Linked DNA regions of Sus scrofa: region 1 is linked to region 2. The links are chromatin contacts, called in public Hi-C maps. All regions are on one chromosome and are shown on one strand. Each heading gives the region's core, a stretch centred on a gene start, on an enhancer-like site or on the middle of the called end of the contact. The rest is flanking DNA. Distances are from core to core; before and after follow the strand shown.

Region 1 (3,460 bases), core at 808-3,307, 140 kb after region 2:
GTTAAACTCTGCTTTATGACAGGATCAAATCAATGATTCAATCAAGGACAAATTTAGACTGAGGGATCAGAAACAGCTAAGTCTCTAATGACAGCAATGAGCCAGTTAAGTGAATTTTAGGGAGGAGCCATCCAGGCCAAAAGTAGCCTGGAAAATCCCCCTAGGTGGATTCCCTATGGGGAATGTAAATTTTATTCAAAGTGCAGTGGAAAAACAATGATGTGTTCAAACGGGGATCAAGCCTGATTTACATTTTAAAAATATCGTCCTGGGGGTGGTATCCAGAATGAATTGACGGGGAACTAGGCGGAAGGCAGAGTTGATCTAGGGGTGGAGATAAAGTTGGAGAGAGTGTTTGGATTACAGAATGTAATATAAAGAAAAGAAGAGTTAGGGAAGACAAGTGAGTTAGGAATTTAAGCTCTTAGGTGGGTGAGAGTGCTAATTATTTACTGAGGGAGAAATGGGAGGAAGTTCCTGTTACACTTAACAGGTTTATCAAACATTTGAGTGGGCATATAAATGTAGGAATCTGAATATAAAATAGAAATTAGAGCATTATAGATCTACCTCATTGTTTAAAAATCGTCATAGCCTTTGTGCCATCCACCATATAAGCAATAGTTTAACTGGGTGGATCTCAGTCTTTCTAAAAAATTATATTACAAGCAACGCACAATTAAAATTTCTGTAGAGTATCTTAGTTCTACTTGTGACCTGTAATTTCAGTTCTGTTCTGAAAGTGGAGCTGATAATTCTAAGAATATATACATTTTTACATTTTTTTGCACTTTACATTTTTGAGAAGGGCCCAAATCCTTAGAAATGTTTGCCCTGTCTACACTTGCAGGAACACTGATTTCGTGGTCAGGTCACTCAGGGTAGCTGTTGTTTTGCTCTCTGTACATCTCTTGCTTGACCAGTGCTTGTTTCACCTGTACCCTATGCACATGACTGAACTCCCTATCTACTTTTCCCAGGCCCTAGCTAGTGACAGCGTATTAAAGGGGCAATGAGGGGTGTGTGCCTCCTTGGTTTCCCTGGTAACTGATGAGCTGAATGAATTCCCCCTATAACTGAAAATCTCTATGCCCCACCCACCAAGACCAAGACTGCCACCAGAGTTGCCACCACACACACACACACACACACACACACACACACACACACACACACCCCGTGGGAGTGTCGCTCCAATGACCTTCCTCAGAGGTGTGAGCTCACCCATCCATTAAACCATTGAAGTCTCTGTTGCTGACTCTGGGCTCTTTTTTCTATCTTGAAGCTGGGCAAGCACAGGCCTTATAGGCCACCCAAAAATTGATGCTTCCTTGCTCTCTGGTTAACACTGAGTAACCGGTAAATTTTACCATACTTTAAAATTTTTACCAATCTAATTGTGTGAAGAAGGGATCCTGTTATGCTTTCAATTTGTATTTCTTAGGAGTGGAATTGAACTTCTGCGTATTAGCCAGCCATTTGCCTTTCTTATTCAGGCTCTCTTTGATTCTGAAGCTATGTATGTGTAGTCCCGTGTCTCTGTAGATGCCAGACTCAGGAATCTAAGCCTGGTGTGGACAGGATGTTGCGTTCTCTCGGCAAGAATCTTGCTCCTTTGGATCCCATGCCCTGCGCACCTGGCCACTCTTGCCAGGCAGGTGCCGAGAGGAGAAACAGGTGCGGTGAGGACACGACTAGGCAGATAACGAAAGTATAGGAAGAAGAATCTGGATTCCACCGCGCATAGGACACACATAGCACCCAGAGAATTCCCGCATTTCTGCCGGGGAATCCCTCTGGCCTCTCTCCAGCGTAGTTTCACAAGTTGAGAAACTACCGAGGGCATCCTGGCAGCAGTCTTCCTAGATCCGGGCTCCCACCCCGATGCTCCGAGGCCGCAGAACTGCTGGGTGGATGGACCGGCCGCCCCTTTCTCACAAAGTTTTCAAATGAGCGGGAACAGAAAACAGGAAACCAAAACCTTCCGGCCGCAGAGAGCGCGCCTCTCCTCAGCCATGGCAAGTTGCTTTTGCTGTGGATTTTGCAGGGCACAGAAGCCCGTGTCCAGTTGCCATGGTCCCCCAGGAAGACGCGGGGCGGGGCGGGGCGGACGAGGGTGAGCGGTGCTGGCTCCCCTGCAAGCAAGCCCCGCCCTGCCTTTCTGCACCTGCCGGAGGTGGGGGTGGCGGGGGTGCGGTGCTGCAGTTCGGGAATTCACTGCAGGCTTTCGAGAGGGGCCAGCTCCAAAAAAAGCCCCGCCTTGGCCACCTTCTGCACCTAACGCTTTAAAGTCGGGGGCACAGCTGCTTCGTCGAGGGGTGGCCTCGCGGCCTGTCTTAGGACTTAGCTGTGGTCCTCCTACGCTACGGGGGACAGGAGCGGAGAAAACTGCCCAGCAATGGACTCCACTGTTTGCTTTTGAAAGGGCCAGTACCCTGGCTCGGCAACTTCTACATGCCACTGGTGAGGCCGAGAAAAAAGGGAGGGAGAAAGAGAGAAGAAAGGAAAGAAAGAGGAAGGAGAAAAGGAAGGAAGTGACGGAATAGAGGGAGAGTGAGAAGCCAGAAAGGATTTGAGCCAAGGACACAAGTTGGGAAAGCATCCTGATGCCTTGTCTGCATGAGCGAGAATTCTCTCCTGTGGCCTTAATTCTTTGTCTAGACACAAAGGGCTCGGTGTTGTCACCATCTGTGCCGCCTAGCAAGAACAGTTAGCAAATTTCAGATGTAGCTCTCCATGTTCTTAACATCAAGCGCTTGAAAACAGTGACAGAGCCTTCAATTCCTGGTCAGAAAAGATAGGGTCCCGGAAATGCCAAAGCTTTGGTGAGATGCAAATGCGATTTTGTTTGCCGGTGGCGGTAAAGACGACGCGAATGAAAATAAATAATTGATTTTAAGAAAAGAAATATAACCGTATTGAATGAGTTTAGTTTTTTCTCCCAAGTGCTTTACTTACAAAAATAAGCTCACAGTTTTCCTTTATGTCTTTTTGCTATCTGATATGAAGGTCGAAGGTAAAATATATCATTGATATGGGGGAAATGCTTTTGGCCAAGATGCTACTCTTGTTTCAAAATCCTGTACTGCTAACTCTTGAAAGGCGTCTGAGGCATCGGGATCCCGAGATATCTTTTTCTTCTTAATTGTGGATAGAAAGGTAAAGTTTCTTTGATGTCAAAGATAACTATAGTCACTTTAATAAAGAAATATGGCATTGGGATTGATTGAGGACAGAGGCGGGGTAGGTTTCCTGAGTTTAAATTGATTAAAGTTTTTCTTTGACACTGATGTAGAACAAAAAGGAAGCTAATTCACTGTCTACTTACCCACTGAGGTTGGTGTGGACTGTGGGGACCAGACATTGCATAGTAAATCAAGAAAGATCTCTTATGGAACAAAATTTCCTGAAAGTTTGAAAATCTGTCTTTTTTTTTTTTTTTTTTTTTTTCCTTTTTTGG
Region 2 (3,147 bases), core at 632-3,131:
CAACTGCGGCAAAAACTGAGGGTAAGATTTAAAAAAAAAAAAGAATGTTACCCACACAGTAAATGAATGACAAAATTATAGAGTCATTTATTTAGAAATGGATTGCTACAAACAGATCACTGAACTCTGATCACCACTTTTACATTAAGAATGCAAGTTTTGGATTCAAGTGCCTTGGCAACTTCAGGCAAGTTAAACCAATTTCTTCTGCAAAGTGGGGATTAAAGAGTAACCCCACTGGGACATGGAGGATTGGAGGACTAAATAAGAGAAAACACGTAAGGTAATTAAGACAGCACTCAATACACTGTAAATCCTCAAACAGTACTATAATAATACTACTGTTATTTACTTTACGTTCAAAGTTGAGTTGGCAAAACATTTTCCCCACAAGCTATTTAATAAACAACAAAGATACATACCTTTAAAACTTTGAAGAGCCGAGGAAGTTTTTTCTCAATTTCTATAATGATTTCTTTTCCCTCTTCTCCAGTCATACGACTTAAAAGCGGAAAGAACACAAGTTCATGCAATTGGAAGACATAAAAAAACTATAATCACTCCCTGAAATACCTGCATAATCTTTTTAAATGTTATATTAGAACTCTGGCAAATTAACTGACTCAGTGCTTAAGATAACTTAATATATAATACAGTATACAACTGAAATAAATGCAAAGCCGCCCTCACAATAACTTGTGCATCCATAGACACATTTTGACAGTTTCACTATGTAAAAGCGAAATCTATCCCTACTTAGAAATTTACTCAAATCTTCATCATTTTGTACCTGCTGTTAACCCTTTTCCAGTAATTTCCAAGTAACTCTAAGTAACTCAGAAAAATACGGTCTGCGGGGAAAAAATAAGCCGCGAAGCATGTGCGACTTAAATTAAACTCGGCTTATTGCTCTCTACTAAAAAGCCAATTCTGGGTTGCCCCACACTGTTCCAAGACAGAGATGGCTTACACTGAAAAACCTCTACTCCAGCACGCTTACTTCCAAGCAAACTTTCCCTAACCCTTTGCAAGCGAGACACACGTGCGGGCTTCCTCATTCCAAACACACGCCTCAAGGGCAGCAGCCCCCGCAACAGTGAACGTCACTGAGCACATACCTTCCCCACCACCAGCCCGCGACCCGAGCGCCCGCACAGCTCCCAGACTCTAGAATACACAAGCTCGCTTGCTGCGCCCCACCTGCAGTACCCTCTCCCCGAGACCCACCAGGGCGCCCCACCCCCACCCCCAGCAGGCCTCACCTGGTCAGAGTCAGGTAAGCGTCGGTCTGCTCTCCTTGGGAGGCGGAAGGGTCTTCCAGAGTCTCCAACAGCGGCGCCAGGTGGCTCGGACCCGGGGCGGTCATGTCGGCCACCCTGCGGCCCGGACCGGAAGAGGGGAAGAGCCGGTGACCGAGGGAAACAACCCCCTCCGCGGCCCGGCAGGGACCCGGCCCCAGAGCCCCACGGCGTCCACGCCGCGAGCTCCTGGAGGCGGAGGGACCCACAGTCCGAATCTCCGCCTGCCCCGCCACACGCACCCAGGCCCACGCCGCGCCCCAGCCCAGGCCCGCTCCCGCCACCACTTTCCCGGGCAGCTTTCAACAGGGGGAGGAGACCGGCGGGGGGCGGGAGAAACCCGGGGCGCGAGGCGTCTCGCCGCGAGGGGGCGGAGGATGCGCCGGGCCGAAGCTTCCAGCCGCCCAGCACTGGGATCCCAATATTCACCCCACGTACAAAGACAGGCCTGCGTCTCCTCCGCCGTCGCCCCGTAGCACCTTGAGGCGGCCAGAGCTCGACTTTTCCGGCTCGGGCTGTTTACTCACGCGTGCGGCCAGCTCCCTCCTAAACCAAGATGGCGGCGGGGGCGGGGCCCGGAGCGCGCGCGAGTGGGGCAGGCCTAGCCGGAGAGGCTCGAGTCAATCCAACAGGCGGTGGCGCACCGGAGTCATCGATCACCTCTCTCCCTCTCCTGCTGTGTCCCCTCCCTGCCCCCCAGGTCACCTTGCAGGTGGTTGGGTTAAATTTAACCAGCGAGGGTCTTGAAATTCAAAATGTAAATCTCCAAAGTTCACCGATTTTAAAGGTAGTGGGTCTTCAGACTGTCTTCAAATTGCAATTCCAGTATTTGTTAAAGTATTGGCAACAACTCATTTAGCAAGAGGAGATAATTGGATGGTGATGTTTAAGACTAAGAGTTGCACCAGCTATAATGGAAAAAAATAAAAATCATTATATATTAAAAAAAAGACTAAGACCTGCATTTAGATTGGTCTAGATTCCAACCTCTTGTTCTTCATGACCTTGGCAAGTTAATCAACCTTTTTATGCCTCAACTTCCTCCTCAGTAAAATAGGGATGATAATAGTATCTAATTCAGGAGAAAGCCAAGTGAGAAGAGGTTGGAGAGGCCAGGGACTCTCAAGTTTTAAGTGTACATAACAATGGCCTGGGGCTATTCATAATTAAACTGCAAGCTTCTGGGACCCGCCCTTAGGCATTGTGATTAGGTAGATTTAGGTAGGATCTGCATTCTTCTATTAGGCCTCAGAGGTTGAAGGGTGGGGTTTGGCTAGGACTTAACACTTGGAGAAACTACAGCAAACTTTTTTTTTTTTTTTTTTGTCTTTTTGCCTTTTCTAGGGCTGATCCCGCGGCATATGGAGGTTCCCAGGCTAGGGGTCGAATCGGAGCTGTAGCCACCAGCCTACGCCAGAGCCACAGCAACTCGGGATCCGAGCCACGTCTGCGACCTACACCACAGCTCACGGCAACGCTGGATCCTTAACCCACTGAGCAAGACCAGGGATCGAACCCGCAACCTCATGGTTCCTAGTCGTATATGTTAATCACTGAGCCACGACGAGAACTCCTACAGTAAACTCTTAATGAAAGTTGGTTCTTAGTGCTAATATGTTGCTCCCCTTTTCCTAGACCTCTGAGTCTCTTGAGTAATTTTGTCAACTTTAAACCAGGCAACTAAGGCCCAACAGCATCTGGTCCTTCCACTGTGGCCTCATGGGTTCTCTGCACCTGGCTTGAGCTTTTACTTATCCACACACAACTATTAGCGGTGGTTTGCCCTTTTCTGTGTTATCTGCACCTAGCAAAGCCTCTGCCAAACCAAGCGCTCAACACAGAGCATGTT

What was found. A called contact is a pair of places that touch in the nucleus more often than the background predicts.
Region 1: a Hi-C map of omental adipose tissue shows a contact between it and region 2, with 2.6 times the contacts expected there. The contact joins the enhancer-like site here to the promoter of RIF1 in region 2. A contact is called at or near these places in 1 of 5 promoter capture datasets (liver), 21 of 47 Hi-C or Micro-C datasets (alveolar macrophages, blood, brain and 14 more) and 2 of 2 datasets of contacts at active chromatin or transcription factors (alveolar macrophages and skeletal muscle).

What each region holds. Positions count from the first base shown.
Region 1 is chr15:969,509-972,968 of Sscrofa11.1, forward strand. No RefSeq gene overlaps it. Among named protein-coding and RNA genes, the nearest start is that of NMI, 30 kb to the left of the region's middle. Within about 2 kb of position 2,058, at least 36 of the 83 cell types and tissues checked have an H3K27ac peak or open chromatin away from gene starts, as enhancers often do. A contact at or near this core is called in alveolar macrophages, fetal liver, mesenteric adipose tissue and 5 more, where this site is marked.
Region 2 is chr15:830,155-833,301 of Sscrofa11.1, forward strand. RIF1 (telomere-associated protein RIF1) reads right to left here and starts at 1,882. Exons shown (of 35, transcript XM_021076097.1): 1 at 1,737-1,882; 2 at 1,263-1,376; 3 at 423-501. The coding sequence starts at 1,366.